Regions from separate parts of the Mus musculus genome. Here all the other regions are linked to region 1. Evidence: chromatin contacts called from public Hi-C and HiChIP or PLAC-seq data. All regions are on one chromosome and are shown on one strand. The core of a region is the stretch at or near the end of the contact, and the rest is flanking DNA. Distances in the headings are between cores, read along the strand shown. Region 1 overlaps Acoxl (acyl-Coenzyme A oxidase-like). Region 2 has its middle 130 kb from the start of Gm14009. Region 3 overlaps Morrbid (myeloid RNA regulator of BCL2L11 induced cell death). Region 4 overlaps Morrbid (myeloid RNA regulator of BCL2L11 induced cell death).

Evidence for each region. Hi-C and Micro-C count contacts between places; a contact is called where the count stands out from the background. HiChIP or PLAC-seq counts read pairs in DNA pulled down with a chosen protein or histone mark.
Region 2: an H3K27ac HiChIP or PLAC-seq map of double positive thymocytes shows a contact between it and region 1, with 2.5 times the contacts expected there. The contact joins two enhancer-like sites. A contact is called at or near these places in 1 of 484 Hi-C or Micro-C datasets (B cells) and 1 of 115 datasets of contacts at active chromatin or transcription factors (double positive thymocytes).
Region 3: a contact with region 1 is called in a Hi-C map of centrocytes, with 2.4 times the contacts expected there. The contact joins two enhancer-like sites. A contact is called at or near these places in 3 of 15 datasets of contacts at CTCF or cohesin (large pre-B cells, pro-B cells and stem cell-derived epiblast-like cells), 16 of 484 Hi-C or Micro-C datasets (B cells, the BV-2 cell line, LSK cells and 10 more), 4 of 115 datasets of contacts at active chromatin or transcription factors (bone marrow-derived macrophages, large pre-B cells and microglia) and 1 of 9 other capture datasets (embryonic stem cells).
Region 4: a contact with region 1 is called in an H3K27ac HiChIP or PLAC-seq map of large pre-B cells, with 3 times the contacts expected there. The contact joins two enhancer-like sites. A contact is called at or near these places in 1 of 484 Hi-C or Micro-C datasets (germinal center B cells) and 1 of 115 datasets of contacts at active chromatin or transcription factors (large pre-B cells).

What each region holds. Positions count from the first base shown.
Region 1 is chr2:128,006,229-128,011,201 of GRCm38.p6, forward strand. It overlaps Acoxl (acyl-Coenzyme A oxidase-like), which reads left to right. Exons shown (of 18, transcript NM_028765.3): 12 at 3,849-3,938. Among named protein-coding and RNA genes, the nearest start is that of Bcl2l11, 120 kb to the right of the region's middle. Within about 2 kb of position 2,678, at least 89 of the 459 cell types and tissues checked have an H3K27ac peak or open chromatin away from gene starts, as enhancers often do. A contact at or near this core is called in B cells, centroblasts, centrocytes and 2 more, where this site is marked.
Region 2 is chr2:128,292,495-128,297,267 of GRCm38.p6, forward strand. No RefSeq gene overlaps it. Among named protein-coding and RNA genes, the nearest start is that of Gm14009, 130 kb to the left of the region's middle. Within about 2 kb of position 3,422, at least 109 of the 459 cell types and tissues checked have an H3K27ac peak or open chromatin away from gene starts, as enhancers often do. A contact at or near this core is called in B cells and double positive thymocytes, where this site is marked.
Region 3 is chr2:128,402,827-128,407,601 of GRCm38.p6, forward strand. All of the region lies in intron 1 of Morrbid (myeloid RNA regulator of BCL2L11 induced cell death), which reads right to left. Among named protein-coding and RNA genes, the nearest start is that of Gm14010, 17 kb to the right of the region's middle. Within about 2 kb of position 1,750, at least 25 of the 459 cell types and tissues checked have an H3K27ac peak or open chromatin away from gene starts, as enhancers often do. A contact at or near this core is called in centroblasts, centrocytes and pro-B cells, where this site is marked.
Region 4 is chr2:128,371,650-128,376,060 of GRCm38.p6, forward strand. All of the region lies in intron 1 of Morrbid (myeloid RNA regulator of BCL2L11 induced cell death), which reads right to left. Among named protein-coding and RNA genes, the nearest start is that of Gm14010, 49 kb to the right of the region's middle. Within about 2 kb of position 2,477, at least 95 of the 459 cell types and tissues checked have an H3K27ac peak or open chromatin away from gene starts, as enhancers often do.

The sequences.
Region 1 (4,973 bases), core at 1,428-3,927:
AACCATATAGAAGAAAATACAAGTTATTTACCTAAGCAAGAATGTTTCAGGACACTCCCAACCAAATGCAGGCCAAATTGATCATGTCAAATTAGGGAATGTCTGTGTGGTAGAGGAAACAACAGAGAGATAACCTGTGGAATGGAGAAAATATTTAAGAATGTATTAGTCAGGGTTCTCTAGAGTCACAGAACTTATGGATAGTCTCTATATAGTAAAGGAATTTATTGATGACTTACAGTCGGCAGCCCAATTCCCAACAATGGTTCAGTCATAGCTGTGAATGGAAGTCCAAGGATATAGCAGTTACTCAGTCTCACACAGCAAGCAGGCGAAGGAGCAAGAGCAAGACCCCCTTCTTCCAATGTCCTTATATTGTCTCCAGCAGAAGGTGTAGCCCAGATTAAAGGTGTGTTCCACCACACCTTTAATCCCAGAAGACCTTGAACTCGGAGATTTAATCTTCTGGAATCCATAGCCACTATGCCTCAAGATCTCCATACCAAGATCCAGATCAGAAACTTCTATCTCCAAGCCTCCAGATAACAGTCACTGGTGAGCCTTCCAATTCTGGATTGTAATTCATTCCAAATATAGTCAAGTTGACAAACAGGAATAGCCACTACAAAGAATTACATTTTCACAAAGAGAAAAGATGGCCAATGCTTAGCTGAATAGCAATAAATAAATAAGAACCCTAATTAAACATAGCAAATGAGGACTGGAAGATGGCTCAGTGGATGAGTCACTTGGCACTCCAGCAAGAAGACTGGAGTTGGCATCTTCAGAACTCCTTTGAAAGCCAGGCAGTTGCTCTGGCCACCTATAATTCCTGGGCCCAGGAGGCAGGAACAGCAGAATCACTGCAACAAGCTGACAGCTAGATGCTGTTGTCTAAACAATAAATGCCCCCCATAGGCTTCTATATGAGAACACTTGGTCCCAGTTAGTGGCACTGTTTAGGAAGATTATAGAGCCATTATGTCCTAAAGTTTAGGAGGTGAAGTGGTCACTGGGAGTGGGCTTTGAAGAATGACTATTATGGAAAATGCTGGAAGATAACAAGTGTTGGTTAGAATGTGGGAAGGGAGGGACCTCTGTATGTTGTTGCTAGGAAAGTAAATAAATGAGTGCAGTCATTAAGGAAAACAGGGGGTACTGGTTAGTTCATATTGTTCTTCCACCTATAGGGTTGCAGACCCCTTCAGCTCCTTGGGTACTTTCTCTAGCTCCTAAGATGAGGATCTTAAAGCCCACACCCAGTGACACACTTCCTCCAACAAGGCCACACCTCCAAATAGTGCCAATTCCTGGATCAAGCATATTCAAAACACCACAGAGAGGTTCCTAGTACCTTAACCCTCAGGAAATGCATACTCACCCTGAAAATCCCTTCCCACTCTCCAAGGTTTATATAGCCCTTATTCACCCCAAGTAAAATATATGTGCAAGCCATTTCAATAAATTCTGTCTAAAAGAGCTGTAACACTGAAATCCTTGTAGAAGGCCCCCTCTCCCCAGCCAAACCCACAGACCAAGAGCCTGCTGACGTACTGAACCACAACATTGGTTAAAGGTATAGAATTAGAGCTAGAAAAAGGAAGTGAATTTTTAAGAGATTAGTTAATAATGATACATTGTATTCTTCAAAAATGTAAAGAGTGTGGGTGTTATATGGTTTTACCATGGGAGTAATAACCACGTGAGGTGGTGTGTTTGTTAATTAGCATTGTTGTATCTCTGTGTGTATATACTTAAGAATAAGTTGTACATGATAAAATCATATGCTATCTGCCAATTTTAGAAGTGTGTTTAAAGGACTGGAGGGATGGCACAGTGGTTAAGAGCATTTGCTGCTCTTGTAGAGGACTGGAATTTGGTTCCCAGAACTCACATGGTGGCTTATAACTGCCTGTAACTCCAGTTCAAGGGGATCCAATGCCCTCTTCTGGCTTCCCTTGGTACCAGGCATGCATATGGTGCACATGGGGACATTCAGGCTAAGCAGTCATATACATAAAATAAAAGTAAATGCATTTTTAAGAAAGAAAGAATGAAGTCCCACTGAGGGTAGGGAGTTGTTTGGTTTGGTTAATGTTTTTAGGGCTGGGGTGGTGGCTCACTGTTCAGCACATTGTTCTTGAAGAGGGTACAGCTCCGGTTCTCAGCACCCATGTTGGGTGCCTCACAGCTGCCTGCAACTCCAGCTCCATGGGATCTAGTCTCTTCTGGCTTCTGTGGACACCTGCTGTGGTGTATACACACACACACACACACACACACACACACACACACACCAAACAAATTTTAAAAGGAAGGAAATTGAAATTAAAAAAAAGAAAAAAAAAGGAAGTAAGAAAGGAAAGGGAGGAATCAAATAAGAGAGGTGAGAAAAGGAGAAAAACAGGAAACAAGACTCTTGAAATAAAGGGGAAGAGGAAACGATACAAGAGTGTGTGTGTGCTGGGGCGTTGTAAAGTAAATGAACAGATAGGGGAACCCAGACAAGTGGGAATTTTGACTTATACAAAAAAGGAAGTGAGAAATGTAAAGCGTCTGAGGGTGAAGAGAAATCTGGGTGTGAGCCATGGGAAAAGGGAAGTGAGAACTGAGAGAGGGGGAGATCCGGTACAGTGGACACTCAGAGTACAGCGGATACAGAGGGTACAGCGGGTGGGAAAAGGGAAGTGAGAAGTGAGAACTGAGAGAGGGGTGATCCGGTACAGCGGACACTCAGGGTACAGCGGGTGGGAAAAGGGAAGTGAGAACTGAGGGGAAATTTGGTACATCGCTTAGGGCGGGTGCGGTGGGTGGGAGACGGGAAGTGAGAAATGTTAAAGCTATGGGGGAGGCAAGGAAGCCAGGTGTGAGCCATGGGAAAAGGGAAGTGAGAACTGAGAAATGAGAAAGGGGGTTATCCTGTACGGTGGGTATGGCCAGTATGGAGGATGGGAAAGGGGAAGTGAGGATGTAAGATAAATAAGGGGGAATCCAGATAAGCCAGAAATCTGAAATTTAAAAAAAAAAAAAAAGAGGAAATGAGAAATGTGAGAAAGGAAACAAACCAGATGAAAAAGGGAAGCAGGACAGAGGAGCGGCAGAGAGGCCTTGGCAGGAGAAAAGTTCCCAGGCCAGAGATATGCCACACTCCACTCACGTTGGCCTGGACCTGAACCTACGTGCTCCAGGGCCAGTTCTTTATGGGAGGAGACTGACAGCACTTAGGTAACTGTGAATTGCTACCTTAGAAATAGGATTTTAAGAAGTGAAAAAGAGGAAGAGGAAGTGGAGGAAGAGGAGGAAGGGAAGGGAGGAGAGGAGGGAAAGGAAGAGAAGGAAGGAGGCAGGGAAAGACAGGAGGAGGAAGCTAGAAAGTGTGAGTTGACAGAGCAGAGCAGTTGGTCAATGTAGAATTTTTAACCTGCCTTCCAGTACTCTTCAGCGTTTGGGGGGGGGGGTGGTTCAGGGTGGAGGGAGGCATTGTTCTCTTGCAGGAGTAAGCCACTAGTAGAATTCTGAAGAGTTTGAAAACAAAGCATATTGGTGTGATTAGTTGAAATCTTTTGGTTAAAAATGAAATAACCATTTGTCAATGTTTTATCAACAATGAAGACAATACCCAAAATTGTATGTGTGACCTCAAAGCTAATGTGATATATTGATAATATGATATAATGTGATATATTGAAATTATTCTGAGTAAGAGATACATTGTTACTTTTTTCCTCTTCAATGATCTGTGCTTTTAATTTTAAGGGAACTAATTTTCCCATGTAATGATGTCATTGCAAATTAAAACACTTTTTTCTTCTTTCTCTCCCTTCTCTCCTCCTCTTCCTCTGCAACAGGGTTACATGATGGAAACCAGAATCTCAGACCTGAAATGTGACACAGATGTGTTTGTAACCTTTGAAGGTGACAATGTGGTCATGCTTCAGGTAAGGGTTAGGACACAGTTATTCATTTTAAACAGCACACTTTTCAAGACCAAGAATTATCCAAAAAATCTGAAGTGTTTTGTACATTTTATCTTTATCTGATACCTTCATTTAATTGGCAGGTGTTTTCCTGTTAGGCAGTTGAACAGGGGATTGGGGTATTTGTCTTTTAGGTCATCTTTGATGTTTAAATATGTCTTTGTAGTTTTAGAAAACCACTAGCATGTACTAAGTCAGATTTTTATACTAGCAAAGCTATTCCAATAGAGTATTCAGGCCCTGAAGATAAAACGTGAAAAACAGAATGCTAAACTCCAAAGTATGGGGTGGCCAGTCAACACAGAAATGCATATTAGGACAAATTGGGACTCATTGTTGGCGAAAGTAGAAGAGGGTTTGCATGTTGCTATAGGACTATGTGTAATTCTACCCCAGGACTCTACCCTAATAATCATAAATATGGAATAAAAAACACTGAAGCAATACATTCTCACCACTACATAATTTATTATAGCAATAAGTATCAATAGCAAAATGATTATGTAAATCGTACTCTGACCACTCAGTGGGGAATTATATATCACCTTTAAAATTGTACTTGCAAGCAGTTCTGCTTCTAACAGAAATGTAAAACGTATGGTAAGTAAAATGATATGAAATTGCACACAAGATATAATTGTTGTGTTTTTAAGAGAATAACAGAGGCTGGACGACTCAGGGCATAAAGTGCTTGCTACACAGCTGTGGTCACTCAGGTTTAGAGCCTCGGAATCCATATAAAAAGCTGGGCAGTTGTGACAGCTGCCTGTAGTCCCAGCACACGGGAGACAGATCTGACTTCCATGGGACAAGCAGGCTGGCCAAACTAGACAAAAGGGAAAGCTCTGGGTTCAGTGAAAGAACCTGCCTCAATATAGACAGTGAAGAGCAATAATGAAAGACACTTGACATCAACCTCAGGCATCCACACGCACGTGTGCACTTGCACATACACGCATCTGCAACAAAACAAAAGGAACAAAACCAACAGACGAA
Region 2 (4,773 bases), core at 2,172-4,671, 290 kb after region 1:
GCCTCCTTTTTCCCTCCAGGAGGGACTGTTTTAATTTGGAGAAAAATACTACACAACAACCTGGATGACCTGGCTCTGAAGTACCTGCTCTCCAGATACACACATGTGCCCAGGGTAGGGCACCTTTACCTAACCTTTATGGGCCTTGATCATGCTCAGCATGAGGAGTCTGGGTGCATGGATTTACATGAAGGTTGATGTTACAGCCATGCCCTGGGCACAGGTTTGCCTTACACTCTCTCCTGGGCCTTCCCAGACCCCATTTCCTTAGAAGGAATACTTCTTCCCTCCTAATTTTGGGGGTGTAGAATAATCTCAGGTGCATATTCTCTGCTGTGGAAGGCTAGAGAAAGGGAACATTTTCTCTTGGCTGTGGGAGGTATGAGAGTATGGGTGAGTAAGAGGTATGAGACCTAACCCTTGGCTTGGAGCCCTCATCTGGGTGTGACATCAGAGGGCCAGCAGATCCAACAGTCACTCTAGACAGACCATGAGATAGGAATGATGCTTCCTGCTTTCCTAGCTCACTGGAGAAGCCAAGTTTCTCCTCCGATACGGAGACCTTTATCACCACCTTCCAAAGCATTCACTCTTTCATCAGCCCTGGCTGGAGTCTCCTGAAAATGATGGAATTCTCATTATGATGAGCCCAAATACCTCGTACCTTCTTAAAGTGACTCCCACGATGTCCCCAACCGTATCCTGTCTGTGACCAAAGACTGTCTTTCTATTTAGGACCTTTTCCATTTGTCCCAGCTCTCTCTTAATCTTGTTTGTGTTTCTGACCTATATAACTTCTTGGTGTAATGAGGGCCATATGTTTTCTTTACTTACCTACAGGTTAATGTGGAAGCAAATGGAAGGTGCTGTCTCTCTTCATTTCCACAGCACCTCCTCAGTTTCTCTTTATGTAAACAAAATCCAGGGTGCACTTCTGATGGCTGACATTCCATGCGTGCCCACTCCACTACCAGCTTCCCAGATGAAGAGCTTTGTCATGCTATGCAATGCTGCGCCCATTGTTCCTCCCTCAGACTTTTGACCAGCAAGGAAATGCACTGCTCAGCTACTTAGCAGATGTCCTTGTGAGAGAACCACAGCCCCTCTTAAGTTCGACAGGCCCTCTTAAAAATCAGAATATTGACCACATCTTCATGGCAAGAGATGCTGGGAACCCATGACCCTGATGAAAAGCAAAAGGATCCCAAAGCAAGATTGAATTCTCATGAATGGATCTCTGACATGTGCGAAAATGCTAGATTTTTAGAAGTATTGAGTATATGCATCTTATGGGGGAAATCTATGAATTTCATTAGATATTCAAAAAAGTAGGTCATGCTCCAGAAGTTCCTCCCAAATGTGGGGCTCATCCGAGGGCTCATCTTACGTTATTGCTGGCACGTTCCATGAGCATGTGGGGAGTCATGGTAGAGACACCGGCCAGAGGCTGACGTAGCCAGAGGCTCCTGCCCGAGCTTCCAGACTCTCCTGCCCTAAAAGTGGGAATTTACATTTTGTTTCTATCTTCAAAGTTTCACTAGGACATGAACGATGGTTGCATTCATTATATAATCAGAGGCCATGACCTCAGTAACTACCCAAAAAGGATTCCTGGGACAGTAACTGCAGGTAGAGGTGGTCGGGGGTGGGGTGAGGCAGACAGGACAGGGAACAAGGCTTAGAGACCAGGAAAGATAGTGGAGCTCCTGAACAGATGAGATGTTCAGAATCTGCAAAGGTCCCTAAAGATTAAATTCCAGTGAAAAGCCCCCAAGGGCAAATGTGCCCTGACCTGCCGAGCTTGGCATGGGAGGTTCCTGTCTTAGTTACTGTTATCATGGCAAAGGCAACTTATAGAAGAAAGCTTTTAACTGGGGGCTTGCTTACTGCTTCAGAGGACGAATTGCTTATCATTGTGGCAGGGAGCATGGCAGCACACAGCAGATGGGGTGCTGGAGAGGTAACTGGAAGCTACATCCTGATCTGCAGTCTGCAGGCAGCAAGGACGGGGACACACACACACACACACACACACACAGAGAGAGAGAGAGAGAGAGAGAGAGAGAGAGAGAGAGAGAGAAGAGAGAGGCCCATCCCCAGTGGCACACCAACTGGGTATCAAAGATTCAAATATGTGAGCCCACGGGGGGGGGGGGGCTTTCTCACTCAAACCACCACAGCAACAGAGTCTAGAACAGGGCTTTGGAGGCAGCCCTGACTCTCTCCCCTTTCTTTACACAGAGCACCTCATTATTCTCAGACAGTGCCATTCTGAGAGCAGGCACCAAACCGACAGTGAGTTTTGGCCAAGACTTCCCTTTTTGCATGGTTGTGAGTGACTGGTGGGGGACCTGGGTGAGTGGGACAGCCTTCAGCTATGACATGCAGCACCTGTTGTAGAGGGTCTTGGTGGGTCAGCAGTGGCCCCAGGACGACACAGGTGCTAGCCAAGAGCTCAAGAGCCATTGCCATCTCCAGACCTACCTCAAGTTATGCCTCCCCCAAGAAACAACTGCTTCTGGGTTGAACAATCTATTTAGAGAGGATGGCAAGTCACACCTCACCGTGCTCCCCACCAAATCACGAATCCACCACGTCACCATGCTTTCCTGTGGACAGAGGAGTGGCAAAGAAGCCATCCTGCCGAGCTTCCTGCTCAGGCACAATGACATCTGCTGCCCTGCTGGTGACGCGCAGCCCACCCCAGGTGTGGGAACGCTCTGGCTTCTTGTAGATTGTGGTTTCCCCGTTGAGTCAGAGGGATTGGGACAGTGCTTTGAGCAGAAGGACAGGCGGGTCACAAGACATGTGTGTGTCAAAGAGATAAATTTTGAATCTTTGACAACAGGTTTATTTCGAGTAAGCTGAGTCACTGATTACATCAAAGATCGTGCCCAGCTGGAGACACTAACAGCAAAACCCAGACCTGGGGCATTTCATGGAAGTTACCGTAAACAGTTATTTTGGGCAAAAATAGATTTTCATCTATTTGTTTATTTTTGAGACAGGGCTTGCCATGTAGCCCAGGCTGGTCTGGAATATACAATTCATTATGTAGCCCAGGTTACCTTCAAACTCAATGTCTTTGTGTCTCAGCCTTACAATGTTTGGGTTAGTGTTGTTGACATTGTTGTTTTCTACAAAGCTTTAAAACACACACAAAAAGAAATGAATTTATTACTTATCGCAACTTAGCAGAGTAGTTAAATTTATAATCTGCCTTAAATTCTATATGATTGGGAGAGGGTACCAAAAAGCAGGGAAGACCCTTGGTGAGGGTTGGGGGAGGGGTACTCAGAATACCCTTGAGATGGAGCGAGTTCATCTGATGTTTAATGTGCATAGCACCAGTGAGGCTCTCCACTCTATGGAAAGAGTGAATGTCTTTCTAAAACCTCCATGGAGTCAGGCCAGGCATCTCTTCAGACGTCTGCTTCCTGAGTCATCTTTGCCTTTTCTGTGACAGACTACTGATTCCACTGGGAACACTCTAGCCATGTGGAGTCCTTCTGAGTTCCAGGAGTCTATACTGTTGGTCACAGGGAAAGAGAAGGATCACGGGTTTGACAGAGGCTCTGGGGACAGCAGGCCTGGCTATCCAGTGGACTCCACTGGCAGAGGAGGGCTGATATTTTGCTCTGGAGGGAAGCCTGGGTGGAATAGGGTTTCCTTCAGGCTGTGCAGCAGTTCAACCAAGAGGCAGTTCAGCAGAGCAATTGAGCCATAGACAGCAAGCTCTCTCCCCGTGTTTATCTCCAGTTTCCACCTTCGATTCTTCTCAGGAGACCCAGATCCCTCCACTCTCCCCACGCTCATCTAGGAAATTGGAGCTACCTCAAGGATGCCAGGATCCTCAGAGCCCATTTCTCTGAGCAGCCAGGCTGTTGTGTCAATAGTCCGAGAACAGAAGAGCCATAGATCTCAGCCAGGTAGGAGCCTCGTGTAGCCTTGGGGGGTTCAAAGGCCCGACCCCAGTATCTGACCCATCAGCTGCTTTGATCTGCTGAAGTTTCTTTCTTCTACTTCCCACAGACTTTTATGATTTTATTACATGTGTGTTTGCTCTGTTCTGTGACAATTGAGGTGAATGAATCAGAATCACCAATTGTTTTTCCTTCTAGTCTGCCCAGGTCTGTCACCCCATCCTGCTCTGACCATTTTTTTTTTTTTTTTTTAAGATTTATTTATTTATTATATGTAAGTACACTGTAGCTGTCTTCAGACACTCCAGAAGAGGGCGTGAGATCTCATTACGGATGGTTGTGAGCCACCATGTGGTTGCTGGGATTTGAACTCAGGACCTTCGGAAGAGCATTCAGTGCTCTTAACCGCTGAGCCATCTCTCCAGGCCCCTGCTCTGACCATTTAAACCCCCTCTTGCCCTCCAGTGAGAGCACAAGCACCAATCTTCCAGGCTTCACCTTTCATGCTCCCCTCCCCCAAAGCAAGCTCAGGCTCTTTCTCCAAAACAGGAAGTTACAGATAGTGAAGTGACATCGGTCCCTGGCCTCCACTGGTAGCCTCCCCCACTCTCTCCCTCATTCTGAGCAACGTCCTCTGACTAACTCCCGAGGTTCTCCTTCCTCTCTGGAGCCCCCTTGCATCAGCGCAGCTGCCTGGACTCCTCCCAATGCCCAACTAGAATTTCCAGAACCTTCCAAGCTAGGTGGCCTCCTTCTGACCTATGGACATTCCTCTGGGGCTGGTTCTGTCACAGGATTTTTTCCCCCTGAGGATTTATTGCCAGGAAAAAGAATTCCCCAAAGGAACGTT
Region 3 (4,775 bases), core at 500-2,999, 400 kb after region 1:
TGCCACCTGGAGACGTTATTCAGCAACGGTAACAGGATCTGTAAAACTGTCGGACTTTCACATTACTTCTGAGTGAAGATACCTTATCAGACACCAAGTAGGTAGAAAAGCCATTTATCGCACGGGAGAGCTGGATGTCCCCTCTTAATCTGTGGGCTTCAGCCACGGGGATTGGGAAGACTCCAGTTGACTGAAAAATGACTGGAGGAGAGAAGCCTTGCCTCACAGTGTCAAAAATAACTCAGCTGGGAGAGCATTCCACTGAAGATCAAAATGATTTGGCTCTCCTGGCAAAGGCTCACCCTGCCACACGCTGGGCCCCACCAATAGATTGCAATCTGAATCAGAAAAAAAGGACACCCCCCCCCCCCCATGCTTGTTCACAGAGCTCAGCAGCGGGCCTGTGGCCAGTAGGAGCACCAGGTGTTTTATCTGGTTTCGCACTGGTGCCCTGAGTCCCTGGGCCTCACCATCCCTAGGCCTCTGTAGGAGCCTAGAGGGGGCCTGGCTGCTGGGGTGGGGGGTGGGGGCAGCTGTGAGGAGAAACAAGGCCCCACCCACACAGGCTATGGTTTCAGTTTCACCCAGCCTCAAACACCATTATGCAAATGAGTCGGGCACCCCAGCTCACCTCCTCCTTCTCATCCTCACTCTTCATCCCAAAGTTGAGGAGGGAATGTGCCGGGGAGGCAGTATTTGCATCATATTTACTTTCAAATGCCCAGGTGCCATTGGCAGCAGATTCTCCTTTCAGAAGGGCAATCACGAATATAAAGTGGAGAATTAGTCCAAGTGTCAAGAGTGAAGCCCTGCGGCTAATGCCAAGCTTCTCACATAAATGGAGTGTCAACGACGTGCCTGGGCTGGGAAGGAGTGGGGCAGAAGGAAGAGGATACCCTCCATTTCAGAGGCTTATTGGCACTAGTCCAAGGGGAGCTGGGGCCCCCAAGAGTGGACAGACAGCCACAGGCTCTGCAGATCTGCACTGCAAATCTCCAGTCCCGTGGGCTTTGGGAAAACAATTCCTTGCTTCACATTCAAGGCACGTTCTAAAAGTAGGGAGGGCAATCATTTTGTCCGCATCACACACCTGCAGTTAATGCAAGTGATCCGAGGTGATATCCACTCAGACAAAAAACAAAATCTGCAGCCCAGAGTAGTGTTTGTAAGATTTGATTGAGGGCATGGAGGTGCAGAAGCGGGCTTTCCTGCATGACTGTGTCAAATGCTGGCTTGGGATTTTTCTTTCGAGAGTTTAGGACCAGAATAATTAGATTGTCAGCTCACACGACCTTGTGTGCCTGGCTACGAGATGCCCTAGGTTTCCCCTAGTGCTTCTCACGTCATTTTCTGGATAACAAACCTCTGTTCCCGTCAGGAACACTCTTCCTCAGCCCCTCTTACTACTCGGTTTCATTTTCAAGTGTTGGGTGTAACTCACAGCTGCAGGAGAGAAAGATGGCTCTCTCTGACTTAGCCTGAGTGCAAAGAAATTCCAGTCAGGTGGGCACATTTGAAAAGACAAAAACCTACAGAGACTCTTGACCAGCTCAGAAAGAGAGGGCTTATGCACGGGAGTGAGGTTTGTCTCTGTTAAGGATGCTGGAACCAATGCTTTGCAGAGGTCAGGCAACTTTGCCCTCAGAGATGGTTTACGATCTTCATACATGATTAGGTCCACAGGGCAAGCAGAACCACCAGGTGCTCTCAGTCTGCCCATACTCTGAGCCCTTAGAGTCTCAAATGGTTTCCTTTTCCTGATGTGTGCAAGGAGGCCTGTAGCTGCCAGGCCCCTCCTGCCTGTGTGGACAGACTGGCCTGGTAAGAGCTGGGGAGTGCAGTTTGGCTTTCACAGAGGTCCCACCGGACACCTTCTCACCACCTTTGGGTGGCACAGTCACTTTCTCTGACTTCCCGTGGCACACTGAGGATCCCTGGATCAGCCACAGCACATACTTAGTGTGTTCACAATATTCTTAGACGCAGCACCTCTTTCGGTCATCACAAATAAATGTCACAATCTAGGACATCTATAAAAACGGCCCCCTGCTTTATGCCAAGGCTCATAACTGATTAAGTGACTGTCAACAGCTTAGCCCTAAATGGAGCATAAGTGTTACCCTCTTCGAGGTCTGGGGAACACTGGAGAAGAAAGGGCAGGAAGAATGTAAGAGGCAGTCAATGAGGAGGGCTCCGTGAAACACTGTCTCTTCAACAAGATGTGGTCACTGCATTCATGAACTCTCCGCAACTCGGGTTACCTGAATAAGGCTGGGTACCCAACATTTCCTCACAGATAGGATGGTCATCTCAAGCCCTACTCATTCTTCTGGGGCTGTTGGTGATTAACGGTTTTTCTGTTTTTTTTGTTTTGTTTTGTTTTGTTTTGTTTTGTTTTGTTTTGTTTTAGTGCTGTGGCCACTAAGTTGTGATGCTCTAAGTCCCCCGTCTGTGCTCAAGCAAGCAACCTCCCCTAAACTCAGTGGTCCAAAACACTGCCCTCAAATGAATCTCTAGGAACTTAAATGTGTTTACACATGTGTATAAGTATATTTACCTGTATGTTAAATTTTATGTAAATAAATGTTGTTTCTTCAAGCCGCCAATCTTAGGATGCTATCAACTCCAGGGGTTTTAAACATTAGAGAATAAAATCAGTGAAGAGATGCTGAGAGAAACAACAAAATCTAGGATGACACAGTCTAGTGGAGAAAGTGTCCCCTGCCTGTGGGGACCAAAGCCATCCATCCTGAGTGGATGATTGGTATGAGTTTTTAAATGGAAGTTGGTAGAACATGCTCAGGAAAATGCACTTCTACATAAGCTAGAGAAAAGTAAAAGAACTTAGTTGCAAAGGGAAATAGGCCACCTCTGCTCTTGTTTTATACCCATGCATATTCTGTCTGTCACAGAGAACAGTGTTAATTCTGGGAAGACGACCACATTTGTCAGGCTTCTCCAGAGAGACAGGACCCACAGGAGATATACATGCATATGTGTGCATGAGAGAGAGATAGACAAACAGACACAGACAGTGATTTAGATTTAAAGGGCTGGTTTGCACAGTGGTGCGGATTCAAGCCCACATGAGAGAGCAGGTTACAGAGCAGGCTACAGAGCAGGTTACAGAGCAGGCTACAGAGCAGGCTACAGAGCAGGCTACAGAGCAGGCTACAGAGCAGGCTACAGAGCCATAGGAGTTGGTAATGCAGGAGCCACTCTTCCTGCGGTGTTGCATTAAATGCTGAGAATTCCCAGTCCTTTGGGGTTTAGGAAAACACAGTGGTGGGACATTGAGACTCTGGGGCATTTTTTTCTTGGAGGTTAGTCTTTCTACTGAAGGCCCCTAACTGATTGATCAAGGCCCATTGATATAAGTGGTAATCTCATCTTGCAAATTACCTCACAGCAATATCAAGACTAGCAGTGTGGGGTTAGGGGAAACAGGGGATGAGGCTGGAGAGATGGCTCAGCAATTAAGAGCACTTGTGCTCTTCGGAGGCTCTGGGTTCAACTCCCAGAACCACATGGAGGCTTATGGATTGTCTGTAACTCCAGTTCCAGGGCATCCAGTGTTCTCTTCCAGGCTCCATGGATACATACCTTACATACATGCAGGCAAAACATCCATACTTATAAAATAAACATTTAAAAAAAAAACCCACAGAGGGGCCCGCAAGGTAGCTCAGTGGGTAAAAGGATTTGCCGGCAAGCCCAATGACCGGAGTTTGATCCCGCATGGTGAGAGAAGAAGAGAATTAACCCCTGCAGATTGTCCTCTGACTGCTATACTTACACTGTGGTATTGAAGCACCCACCCACCCACACCCACACAGATTAGTAATGGAATTTGGAAAGGTGATTGTGAGATAGCTCTATATCAGAAGGTATTTACCATGCAAAAAAGTGATTAAGAGAATTGGGGGCTGGCTAGGAGGCTTAGCTGGTACAGGACCTGTAGTTCAAATATAAGGACCTCAGTTAGCCTCAGCACCTACATAAAAGCTGGGTGTTGTAGCACTTGTCTAGAACCCAGGCTCGAGGGGCAGAGAGACAGATGGATCCCTGTAGTTCGTTGGTTAGCTAGCTTAGCTCAGGAAGAGACCTTATCTCAAAGTAGATAAACAAATAAATAAGTACATATGGTGGAGAGTTATTGAGGAAGACACCTGTACTGAGCTCTGTCCTCTATACTCATGTGTACTCATGTGTACTCATGTGTACAGACATACACACACTCACATGAATATGTACATACACTTACACACACACACACACAGAGTAACAGAATAACATTGGACTAAATACCAGCAACCATTTTCTAGCAGTCAGCACGTGCAATTAACCACTGCAAGGACCGCAGATGTCTGGGCCTGGTCACACCCAATGTGTCGTCTCAGACTTGTTTCAGTTTGCAGCTTTAGAACAATGGGGGCACTGAGAAGACACAGGGAGTGTGACCAGGCAGCAGAGGAACTTCAGATGTGGTAGAGAGGACAGGATATCAGGGTGACGAAGCAGATATGAGGCTTCTGTCTCTGAGTGACTTGCAGCCAGGAGCCGCACTCTCAGCTCCACGTTTAAAACTTAAATTCTAAAACTGGTTGCCAAAACTCATGATTTAGGAGATTTCGTAAAAGGTGTCCATGTTCCTGGACCCAGTAAAGTAGGTCCCAGCCTGTTTTCTTATGGTAAAACATCAAGGCAGGGTAAGTGAGGAAATCAGGTAAGAGGCTGTAAGACCTCAGCAAGATCTCTGGCTCTTTTTTATTTTA
Region 4 (4,411 bases), core at 1,227-3,726, 370 kb after region 1:
GTGGGTGCGGAGGCTACCTTGCCAACAGAACGTGGTACACAGTAGACCCCAAAGAAACTATTATAGATCAAATCTACAAATCAGTGATTTATGTGGGGGTAGACAGGAGGAAAGAGAGAAAGTTGGGGTTTCCAACTGAAGCTTAAAGTTGAGAGTGATCTCTAGGTGAGTTACCAGCTGTGCTGAGAAGACATGTCCACACAGATCTCAGTGTTCTCCACTGTCAGCCTGCCAACAGTGACTCTAGAGAAATTATCTTGAAAGATCTTCTAGAAAGGTATAAAACATAGGATAAACATGGTTGAGTGATGAGATTCCAGCTCCACACACTTTTAAAGATGCCCTGTGTGCAGTTATGATAATCTTGACAAGTGACTTGGAGAAAGTTGCCTGATGTTCAAGTTTAGAGCCCTTTAAATCGGTGTTTCTGGATTAGCTAAGAAACAGACAATTGCATTTTCTTTCCTTTTGCTTTTAATGAAGAAAGGATCAAGACATGGGGAGGGCCAATAAATAAAGTAATAGATTAATTAGTTGATTGATTAAAAGATAACAAACCAGCTGTAAGAGAGCATCCGAAAAGCTCTGCAGGCCCAGCACCCGTGAGCACTGAGTAGCTAAGAGTCCGTTCCCGGGTGGGAACCCTGGACGGGCCTCCCAGCCGTGATCAGCAGGCAGCAGGTAGGGGTGCTGCTGGGGGCACGTCCTGATTTTTCTGTGTCTGTGTCATTTTCGATCAACTGTGTCATGGGGCTTCCTGTTTCAGCTCCCAGTTATTCTGAAACAAAAATATGCAAGAAAAACATAGGTCACTGCCAACCGCACTGTGACAGTCACTCTAGCACATGGAAACCGAGAAGGGAGACAGATCAAAAACGCTACTATGAGCAGGGGATCAAATCAGCAACACAACTATTCTCATAGTGATATCCGAAATCCAACCGTGGTCATGAGCTGTGGCAACCCTTTAAAAGCCATTCAGGGGAGAGCAGGAAGGCAAACGTTCCCAGAATTCCACTGTTTTGTTTGGGGTCACCCTGTTGTGACTTCCCCATGGGGTCTGATGCCCAGTAAGCTATGAGATTCTACTTCTGTGTTCTTGATTTTTACTAGAGACTCCCACAAGACTTAGAAGACACCCCAGGTGATGTCTTGAGCTCCTGCCTCCAAGGACCCAAAGCAACTTCAAGTCAAGTCCACTGGGAACTCCAATTCACAAGGTGCAGAGCCCCTCAACACCTCTCCTATCTGAGACTCTAAAGATAACTGTGGGCTTACTTGAATTTGTTCCAAGTAGCCTCTATAGGAGAGAAGGAGAAAAAATAATAATAAGACAAGCCCCTCCACACACACAACCAAGCAGAGGTTGCAAGGACAGTATATGGCTGACAGAAGTTCCAGAAAGACTGTAGTTCTATTCATAACTGCACTGCTGCTCAAGGCCCCTGTGGTCAGCCTCCCTTGGTGCACCCCTGTCTGCAGATCACATCCTCAGCTCTCCAAAACAAGTGAAAGGATATTTCCAAAGGCAGAGCAGGTAGAGAGAGGCAGATGGTGCCGTGCCCTCAAAAGGTATGCTGTAGATCCAGAGCCTGCTCTGCACTCAAATCTGCCTCACACACACACACACACACACACACACACACACACACACACACACACACTGGAGCAGTTTTCCCATGAGATGGTTGAAGACAATGCTCCCATGGGAACAAGGTTAAATCTAAGCTGGCCACTGTTTCCAGCTCTGACGCTGAACAACACTGCTGACAGCTGAGAAGGCAGTACCACTCAAAACTTCCTGGGACATCTCCCTGTGCCCCCAGTGGGATACCAGCCTGAGTTCACCCTGAGCTCCAAAGGACTTTGCACTGTCCACGGCCTTTTGTTAATGACCCACATTTTTTCTGCAACCTCAGAGCGGGGAATTGCATGATTTTTGGAATAGCTCCATCTGTCCCCAAGAGATCCCTTCACAATGCATAATATACAAAGGATACAAGAAAGAGGAAATATGCAAAGTTGCTCAGACGGGTGTATTGTGTGTTTCCCGACATGAGTGTTGTTGCTGCGTGGAGTTAGGAAGGAGGGCAAATTGCCCAGCCATTGAGCTCTAGCTGAGCTGCTTCTAAGGACCCTCTCTGAAAAACAAAGCTTCCTAGAGGGTCCGGGCTCTTGACAGCAGCAACTGTGGTAATTTAGTGCCTTTGTTATTCTTTAAAAGGCCCCTATTGTCAGTGGCAGTGGGGAAGTTTCTGGAAGCTGGGGAACCTGTCTGTGTGACACCTACACAGTCAGGGGAACAGCATCCCCTCCCCACCCCCTACCCCCACCCATGAATCTCTTGGGAAAACCAGCTTCCCGTTTTGTGTCCTGTGAGCCAGCATTTTCTGACCAGGCTCACAGTATCCGCCATCTGGCCCAGGATTTCATCTGCAGCGCCTTCCTGGGTGGGCAAAGAGAAACAGGAACTGGGTGACGCACCAGTGGCTGACATGGGTGGAAGGAGAAACTGGCTTCCTCTAGTTCTACCCATGAAGCAGAGATAGATAGCCGACTGCCCTGTCCTCACCAGCCTGCCTCTTCTTAGTGGGATGCAAGAGTCAAATGGAATAGCTCAAGCAGTTACAATATGGCACTCCCAGCCAAGTGGGTACTGAAATCGCAGAGAGGGGATAGGGCCTTATAGACACAGCAGGCTAGGCCATAGAAGGAGGAAGTGGACACCCTTTCCAAGGTCACACCAGACGGGGCACAAGTGGACTAAGACTTGGGTCTTTCCCACCTAGTTCCCATGGACTAGTGGCCAAAGTTAGTGGTAAGTCCAGCTTACCACTGCAGAACCTGAATAAGCTGGCCTGGGAGCTTTTGCATGGATGAAACTAATTCCTGTGAACCCTATATTGGATGCCTACCTAGCTTTCATTGGAGAAGCCCAGGCTAGTCTATTTGGAGACTATAAGAAGTTTGTTCCCAATTCTCAGCAATTCTCAAGGACATCTTCCATAACCAAGTGGACACTGAAAGTGGTGGAGACCACCCATTCCTCCCCAGTACTGGGTTGAGCCTGAAGGGACACCTGGTCACATGTAGGGCCAAGCTGCTCTCTGCTTTGGTGAGCTTTGCTCTTCTTGTGGGTCTTTAATATTCACTATTAGCAACTCCCCATCCCCACTACGGATACACAACTTTATTTTCCCTAAGACATTATGAACAATCTGGGACCCACGAATACCATACTGAAGACAAGTACTCATTAGGGAACAGAAATGTAGTTCAGGCTAGAGGTGAAAGGTATCCATACAGAGAATGAGGCATGAGCCCTCAATGTCCCCAGCTTGTCTCTCACCAAGGTTCCTCTGTCCAGAGCTACAACCACGTATCTCTAAGCATATTTAGATCCTTTCGGGGCTTGGGTGATGTGACTTAGCTTCTACAGAATGCTCCTGGCTCAGAAAATGACTATGTATAAAGACTTTCAATGCTCTAAGGCAGAGTCTGAGTCTCTCCCAGAGCTGTTCTACCTCACCCAGCTCCTCTCATCCACTACTGAGTACAGCATCCCATCTGCCGGAGTGTCCAGATGTGTGGTTTTCACCCAAGCCGGCATCCATCCTCTCAGAAGGATGCGTGAAGGCCATCTCTTACCAAGCAGGCAGAGCCAAAAGCACAGGGAACCCAAAATCCAGAGGTGGAGCTTGACAGTCATACCCAGGTTCCCACCCAGCATCCTGGTCATCACATTCTGATGCCAGATGCTCATGGAAAATTCAATACCAGAGCCTCAAGGATCTCATAAATGGGCTCACCTTTTAGTAGTCCTTGGGTACCACTAAGGACGGCCTCAGAGTACACCAAAGGTAAAAATGGGCAAAGGATCCACAAAGGTAAAGATCTGGTCTCCCAGGTTATCTTCTGGTCTCATCTGTCCACATCCTTCCCTTCGACTTCCTTCTCCAGATTTGCTCATTAAAATTTTTTTCAAAGAACAAAACCTGGACACTTTTACAGATTTATATAGTCTGACCGGCCTTGTGAGAGGACAAAGTTACAGACAGTCCCATGGTCACTAAGAAATTCAAAGGGTCTTTGAAAAGCAGCAGTCACCTCCAAGGTTGGGTTGGAACATGTGAGAAAGACCTCAGCCTTCAAGACAAACAACAACAACCTAGAGCCACGATCCTTCAAAGCAAGCCAGTGGCCTCTAGCCCTGGACACAGTTCTCAGTGCACCCAGGTCTGGACCAGACCATTCTCTCTACAGCAGCATGAAATCACCTGAGGATGCACTAGATATGCAAACCCTCAAGCTTCCCCCTGTGTCTTCTGATTTGGAAACTCTAAGGGTAAAACCTGGGTTGTCCTCACAGCACCCAGAAATAGAAATAGAAACGCAAGGGCCAACAGTGGCA